Linked DNA regions of Zea mays: region 1 is linked to region 2. A link is a contact called in public Hi-C data. All regions are on one chromosome and are shown on one strand. The core of a region is the stretch at or near the end of the contact, and the rest is flanking DNA. Distances in the headings are between cores, read along the strand shown. Region 1 holds the start of LOC100285015. Region 2 holds the start of LOC100279153 (C2 domain-containing protein At1g53590).

Evidence for each region. A called contact is a pair of places that touch in the nucleus more often than the background predicts.
Region 1: a contact with region 2 is called in a Hi-C map of leaf, with 5 times the contacts expected there. The contact joins the promoter of LOC100285015 here to the promoter of LOC100279153 in region 2.

What each region holds. Positions count from the first base shown.
Region 1 is chr4:227,209,603-227,213,345 of Zm-B73-REFERENCE-NAM-5.0, reverse strand. It overlaps LOC100285015, which reads left to right and starts at 2,365. Exons shown (of 1, transcript NM_001366711.1): 1 at 2,365-3,282. The coding sequence starts at 2,415. The coding sequence ends at 3,227. LOC100279741 reads left to right here. Exons shown (of 3, transcript NM_001152699.1): 2 at 1-297; 3 at 658-1,277. The coding sequence ends at 1,020.
Region 2 is chr4:226,944,215-226,947,993 of Zm-B73-REFERENCE-NAM-5.0, reverse strand. It overlaps LOC100279153 (C2 domain-containing protein At1g53590), which reads left to right and starts at 1,264. Exons shown (of 12, transcript XM_020552865.1): 1 at 1,264-1,855. The coding sequence starts at 1,730.

The sequences.
Region 1 (3,743 bases), core at 1,116-3,615, 260 kb before region 2:
TGTCTGGCATTAGAAAAAGTGGCTGAATCACTTGAGCTCCCCTGCAGATACTACTCTCTTGGATGTCCAGAAGTCTTCCCATACTACAGCAAACTAAGCCATGAGTCACAGTGTAGTTTTAGGCCATACAACTGTCCTTATGCTGGTTCTGAATGTTCAGTTGTTGGGGATATTCCTTTTCTTGTGGCACATCTACGAGATGATCATAAAGTGGACATGCACTCTGGATGCACATTTAATCACCGCTATGTCAAGTCCAACCCAAGAGAGGTTGAAAATGCAACCTGGATGCTAACTGTAAGCATCTCCATACATTTGTAGTTTTCTTGATCTCTTGGTTGTTTTCTTTTTTAATCAGTTACATAAGATTTATAGTAGTGCAGATGATTGGAATTAAGTTGTAGTGGTTTCTTGATTGCCTTCATGCCTTGTTTTATCAGTTTATGTTAACATAGAATATAGATAACAGGGGTTTACTTATCCCGTGATCAGCTCTTTTCACTCATTGGAAATACATGAACCAAACACATGTTATGTATCCAGATAGTGAAACAAGATTTTCTGACTACAATGCACTAGTATCATATATAACAGAGTTATGCTTTATCTATTTTTGAATCAATTGAATTTTGTCTGATCTATCTTATCTCCTTGTAGGTGTTTCATTGTTTTGGGCAGTACTTTTGCTTGCACTTTGAGGCATTTCAGCTTGGGTTGGCACCAGTATACATGGCTTTCCTACGATTTATGGGTGACGAAAATGATTCTAGGAATTACAGCTATAGCCTTGAGGTTGGTGCAAATGGCAGGAAGATGATATGGGAGGGAACGCCCCGCAGCATCCGGGACAGCCACCGGAAGGTTAGGGACAGCCATGACGGCCTAATAATTCAGCGCAACATGGCTCTCTTCTTCTCAGGTGGAGATAGGAAAGAGCTGAAGCTGCGCGTCACAGGCCGTATCTGGAAGGAGCAGCAGAACCCTGACTCGGGGGCCTGCATTCCCAATTTGTTCAGCTGAGCTGAGTAACAAGGATGAATCCAGGTCTGTGCTTGGTGTTTTGTCCTTGCCAAGCTGCCATTGCAGCCTGCCCTAAATTAGTTAGGTTGTTGGCAGGATAATGAAAATACAGAGTTCCTCCTCCTGTGGGCTGGTGAATCTCATGATAAGCAAATTTTTTTCTCGACGATACAGATTTGTGATGTTATGTTTGCCTCGGTGTATTTTGTTGTCTGGAAATAAACTGTTGCGCAGTAACTGCATTTGGTTGGCTGGTCATTAGCTTGTCACTCTGAGTTTGACGTACATCATGTTTAATGCGACAGTGGCAATGGGTTTTATATGTTCAACACTGGTTTGGTGGACAAGGAAATAGCGAGGGTGATTCTTCTTGCTTCTCCGTCAATTCTTTTGGCAACTTATTGCTACAGGCCACGGGGCATTTTGGTTTATGCAAAAGATGAAACGAAAACATGTGTCATTTTCTGTGCACCAACTTGTTGAAGGGGCACGGTGAACTTTGGCGGACCACCGTTGCCGGCTAGCTTGGCGTCGGCCTCCGTCAGGTACGAGCCGTCCCAGACAGAACCAGTAAAATGCTTGCGCTTCTCGCAGGGTCTTCCGCACAAATCCTGCATCATAAAATCGTCGATATATATGTAATGGTCAGGTCAGCAAAACTGAATGTACAATGGGTGGACATACCAGCAGCCGATGGGTTTGCAAAGGTTGCACTCGCGAAGCCGTACAGGCCGGTCAGCAAGCGAGTAGCGGAAGCCATGGAGGCTACAGCCGAGGTTGGCCAGGAGGCGGCCGAGGCCGTCGTTGAACTCCGCGGCGAGCTTGTTCTTGCTTTCGTCGCACCTAACGCGGACAGAACGACGGCCACGACCGCCAGCGCCAGCGTGGAAGAGTTTCTGTTCCGTTCCGGCTCTCGTGGTTGAGAACCGCTGATGAATTAAACTCACATGGAACCTTCAACAATTATATTAATGCGTCTCTAGCAGCTGACCAACAGGGGCAACAATTATTATTTGGTCGTCTGCGAAGAGAGGCATGTTAGTTATAACATTTATCAGGAGCTGTCAGTCCATCTATAGCTATGTGGTTACTCCATGCATGCTACGTACTGGTGGATGACAAGGGCTGGCTGCTAGCGGCGGTAGACGACCTGTGGAATGTGAATCACCTCCGGCCGCCCGGGTGACAGCCACGCCACGCCTACCGCAGCCAGCGGCCAAATTTTCACCGCCTGGACCACGAACCTACGTGCGCACGTACGATGGAAATGAACGAGAGCCATGTGATGTGATCCTCCTCTTCTTCAAATACCCACCACACGCACGACACACTATAGGTAGCTCACTGTACTGTACCCTAGCTAGTCGCCTCCAGTCCAGAGCGTCCCGAGACTAATGGCCTGCCACACCGTCATCCCGCTTCTTCTCTTCCTCCCTTCCCTCTTGGCAGCGGCTGCGGACGACGTCGCCCCTGCTCCTGCTCCTGCCCCGGCGGCACCACCCGAGCCCACCAACAACAACCTGACCAGCATCCTGGAAAATGGCGGGCAGTACACCACTCTGCTCCGCCTCCTGAACGCCACCCGGATAACGGAACAGATCAGCAGCCAACTCAAGAACTCGTACGACGGCCTGACCTTCTTCGCGCCCAACGACAACGCCTTCGCCAAGCTCAAGGCCGCCGGCACGCTCAACGCCCTCGCAGACCAAGACCAGATCCAGCTGCTGCTCTACCACGTCCTGCCCCGCTACTACAGCCTCGCCACGTTCCAGACGGCCAGCAACCCGCTGCACACCGAGGCGTCGGGCCCCGCCGGCATGTACAGTGTCAACGTCACCGCCAGCACCACGAACCCCCTGGTGAACCTTTCCACTGGCGTCGTCGACGTGCCCATCAGCAGCACGCTGTTCGCTCGCTTCCCGTTCGCCGTCTACTCCGTCGACAGCGTGCTGCTGCCCCCGCAGCTATTCCACACGGCTTCTTCTGCGCCGGCACCAGGACAGTCTGCAGAGGCGCCGGTGCCTGGAAAGGCGGCACCAGGGCACAAGGGGGGCGTCCCAAAGAGCGGCGACGATGTGCCAGCGCAGCCGTCCGCTGCGGTGGATGGGGCACAAGACACCAGTGTCGCCGCGGATGGTAGAGGGAGCGCGGCGTGGATGACGCCGGTGGTTGTTTTGGGTGGCATGGCCCTACTGCTTTGCGCGTGAGCAGTGTGTGCTTCGTTCTGTTTTGTTTTCCTTGGCATCTCTCTGATTTCTCTCTCGTGGCCGGTTTGTATGTACTGCTGTCCGATTTTGTGTTTTCACCTTATTATTAAAAAAAACAGCTGGGTGGGCCGCTTCAAGGCTCGGTGGCCGAGCAGCCCACCACGGAGGCATGTTTTACTAGGGCAGCAGCAACAGCCGTGAGCGAGCGAGTGAGCGGAGAAAAGGCAGGGTGGCGGCGGCGTTCTGAAGACGAGCAGTTCTGCGCTCGCCGATCTCTACGCCGCCCTTCTGCAACCGTTTCTCCCTCGGTTCCTTAAGTATGGAAACTTGTTCCCTGCTCTGCAACTCGCCAAAAATCCCAGCTCTCTGTTCCTATTCCTCCTCTCGGTTCCAGTCACGATTTGGATCGATTCCTTCGATTCTTGGTGTTCTGGTGTTAATCCTGCTGGTGGAAAAAGGTGGAGGTGGTACTGCTTGTGCGCAGCGAGGTTCTCCTGCGCTCTGTTGTCTCACCAG
Region 2 (3,779 bases), core at 15-2,514:
TAAGTACCCTTCCATGTGAGAAAATAAAAACTGAAAGTGCATTGGAAAAATAATTACCACTCTAACATCTTCATCTGATTTCCATATTAGTCTTGTCTCCTTCCTAATTTCATCAGGTTTATCATCAATCTGAATAACATGTGATGTTGCTCCTAGGTGTTCATTCTCTGAGCAGTTTTGTGGTTGCTCTTCCACCATGTATCACATAAAACCATTAGAACTGTAATTTTTAAAATAATCTACCAATCAGTTTTTGCTAACCACTTCAGTCATCAGAACTAGTAAATGATCTCAACGAAATAATCTGGCAGCAATTCAGAGAACTATGCAACAGTTCAGAGAAATAATCTAATCTCATAGTTGTACCTGTGCAGCAGTTCAGAGAACGATGGTGAAGATCCATTGTTGAGAGAACTGAATGTGCTTGTTGTGGGTGAAGCACGAGCAGTGGGGTGAATGGGGGTGAATGGTCGTCGAGTGCCCACCAGTGAGGTGTCCTGGACGTTGCTGTCGGAGAGGATCCGAAGGTTGCCGCTGTTGTAGAAGCAGGCAGGAAGCCGGGGCACCGAGCGGTTCATCTCTGCCGCGCGGGTGAGATTGGGGCCGCCGGCAGCAGGGGAAAGACCCGACCAGCTCTTTCTTGGTCGTACCATTGCCGGGAGAGGAGGGATGGACGGCGAATCTGGTAGTAGACAGCGGCGGCGGCACACTGCGGAGGAGTCGAGTGTGGCGGCGGTGGGGAAAGTGACGGGAGAAATGGTGAATGGGCACAATAGATCGGGAAGAAACGACTCCTTACGTACAAGGCAGATACGCCTTTGTTGCTTCGTTGTCGAGCCGCGGTCTGAAACCGTTCCTTCGTCAAGAGTCGACTTTTTTGTTTTTTTGCAAAAAAAAAACCCTAGACACGACTCAAGACACACGTTATTAATTGGTTTTGTACCTGCCCTAATAGAGAAGCATGTTAAAAGAAGTACAATAATAGCAAAGAAAAACTCGATACCGAGGTAGTACCACATGGCTTCTATGATGACGCAGTGACCGGAACGACACCGAACCGCGAACGAAAACGTAACTTTTTGAAAGGGCTAAAATAAAAAATTTTGCCCTCCCCGGCTCCCCCCTCCCATTTGCGCCGCCACGTGCCCGCTCAGCTTGACCAGGTGACGAGCCCGCTAGCTGCCACGTTCCCCCGCGGTCCGCTGCCGCGCCACGCAGCCAGCTCGTATAGAAATATATACGGAAGTACTAGTATTTCTCATCATCTGACCGCCGCCCATGACCGAACCGAACAAACCAGCGGAGCGTGCGGTGGGTGATGATAATTCCCACATCCGCTGCTCGGGGTGCGGTCGGCGCGTGAGACCGTGCGAGAGAGCCAGAGAGGGCACGCAGGACACCACCGCGGCCCCTGCCCCACGCCCACATCGGCTCCCGCGTCGGCCCCGCGTCCATCCGGCCGCCTTTCCGCTCACCGTCCGCCGCTTCTTCTCCCCTGTGGGCCCGTGACCTGGCCTCCCTCCCACCTCGCCCCGCCGATTCAGCTCCCCTTCCTCGACGCAGGCATCGGGGCCACTCATGCATAACGTTCGCACGGTGTTCCGCTTCCGCCCGTCTTGAGAAACTAAAACACACAGAGAGAGCAGTAGCGGTAGCGCGGACGGAGTGGGTGCCCGGGCCGGGCACCAGCGGAAGGAAGAGGTTGCCGGCGGCTGTAGACCTCACGGCGATGGATATCACGGAGGTAACGGTGGTGCACCACGCAGCGCTCGTGCTGGCGGCGCTCTGGGTCGCCGCGGCATCCGGCTGGACGCACCCGGCGCTCTTCCTCGTCGGGCTCCTGTACATATTTGCGGTGAGTGCGCATGCTCCATCCACCCGCCCGCCGGAGTCTCTCTCTCTCTCTCCTTCTTGCCTCGGACCGATTGCTTCGGTCCCCCGTTGTTGCCGAGAACTCGATGAATTAGTCAAACTCTGGCTCCCGTTTCTTCACCGCTACATTTAGGTGTTCGATTTATATATTGCTCGTCTTAAATTTTTTTGTGGACTTTCATGTATTCCCCTCCTTGTTTTCGACTCAGCTGCATTGTTACGAGCTAGTAAAGGTTAGAGATAAATTGACGAACACGCTGTCTTTGGTTGCTGATCGAGTCATTAACCCATGAGAACGTCATGTCTGACCAAAACGGGCCTTAGTCATAGCGTTGACGAAAGCAAATCGTTATCATACTTAAGATGCTGGAGATATTCATGTTCGCTAGTGTTAGGATTTATGGGCTTGGCCCAATTAATAAATTCAAATAAATCCCAGAAAATCTCAAAAGCCCATACAAGGGGATGGCTAGAGGATAGGTGGAACCATTAGCACCATATTGCTAGCTCTAGTGGAGTAGAGCTAGCTTAAATATGAAAGTCACACTCACTCACCAAGTCATGGATGAGAGGAGAGAGTGTGGAGAGCCACGCGCGCGCGCTCGCCTGGCCGGGGCGGGGCGGGGCGGGGCGAAGGGCGCGGACGCACGACATGCGCGTGAATGGTCCGCCGAAATCCGGCCCCTCGCCTTGCGGGGGCGCGGCTACTGCGAGATTTTCGTGGCGGATAAGCACGGGGGGTCGCCCTGAGCCGCCTTCCAGTTCTCTTCGTCCCGATTGTAGAGGTGCATCTGCGATTAGGAGAGCAGGTCTCCGGAACCCTTCGCCTTCTAGATCCTGCACCAGGAGAGGCCGAATAAGGTTTTTGGGAAGCGTCTTCACGCGACTGCTCGTGATCTGATTGACCTCGTCGACCCTGCTGATTTCGCTACTTCGACATCGTCGACCCTGCTGATTCCGGCGCGTGCCATCTATCAGTAAGTCTAATCAGTACGCATCATCTGATTTGGCTTGTTATTTCAGTGCTTGTGATTTTGTCATGATTTATATTCGGAATTTAAACTGGAATTTGTCTAATTGTTCAACAATCCAAAAACCTTATTGTAGACAATTTCCTAGTTTTTCTATGGCTGCTTTTGCCGACGCGCTGAAGCTAGAAAAGTTTAATGGTATGCACTTTAAAAGATGGCAAGTCAAGGCCACGCTCTGGCTTACTGCTATGAATGTCTTCCATGTTAGTAAAGGCAGACCTGAGGGTCCACTGACTCCTGAACGGGAGAAAGAGTACGACCATGCCAATACTATGTTCACGGGAGCCGTTCTTAGCGCCCTTGTTGACCGTCTGGTTGATGCAAATATGCAGTACACAGACGGGAAAGAGTTGTGGGATGCACTTACTACTAAGTATGGTGCATCAGATGCTGGCAGTGACCTGTATATCATGGAGAGCTTTCATGATTATAAGATGGTTGATAATCGCTCTATTGTAGAGCAAGCTCATGAAATACAGTGTATAGCCAAGGAGCTCGACCACCTTAAGATAGTCCTTCCTGACCGATTTGTGGCTGGGTGCATTATTGCAAAGTTGCCTTCTACATGGAGGAACTTCGCCACAGCTCTGAAACATAAGAGACAGGAGATATCAGTTGAAAATCTGATAGCGTCTCTGGATGTTGAGGAGAAAGCTCGGGCAAAGGACACAGGATCTAAAGGAGGCGAGGGCCACTCCAGCGCCAACATGGTTCAGAAGAACCACAACAAGGGCAAAGGAAAGCCAAAATCTAACAAGCCCAACAAAACTACCAACTTCAAGAAGAAGAAGAACAAGGCTGAATTGACATGTTTCGCATGTGGCGAGGCGGGTCATTTTGCCAAGGATTGTCCTGATCGAGCGGATCGCCGTGGCA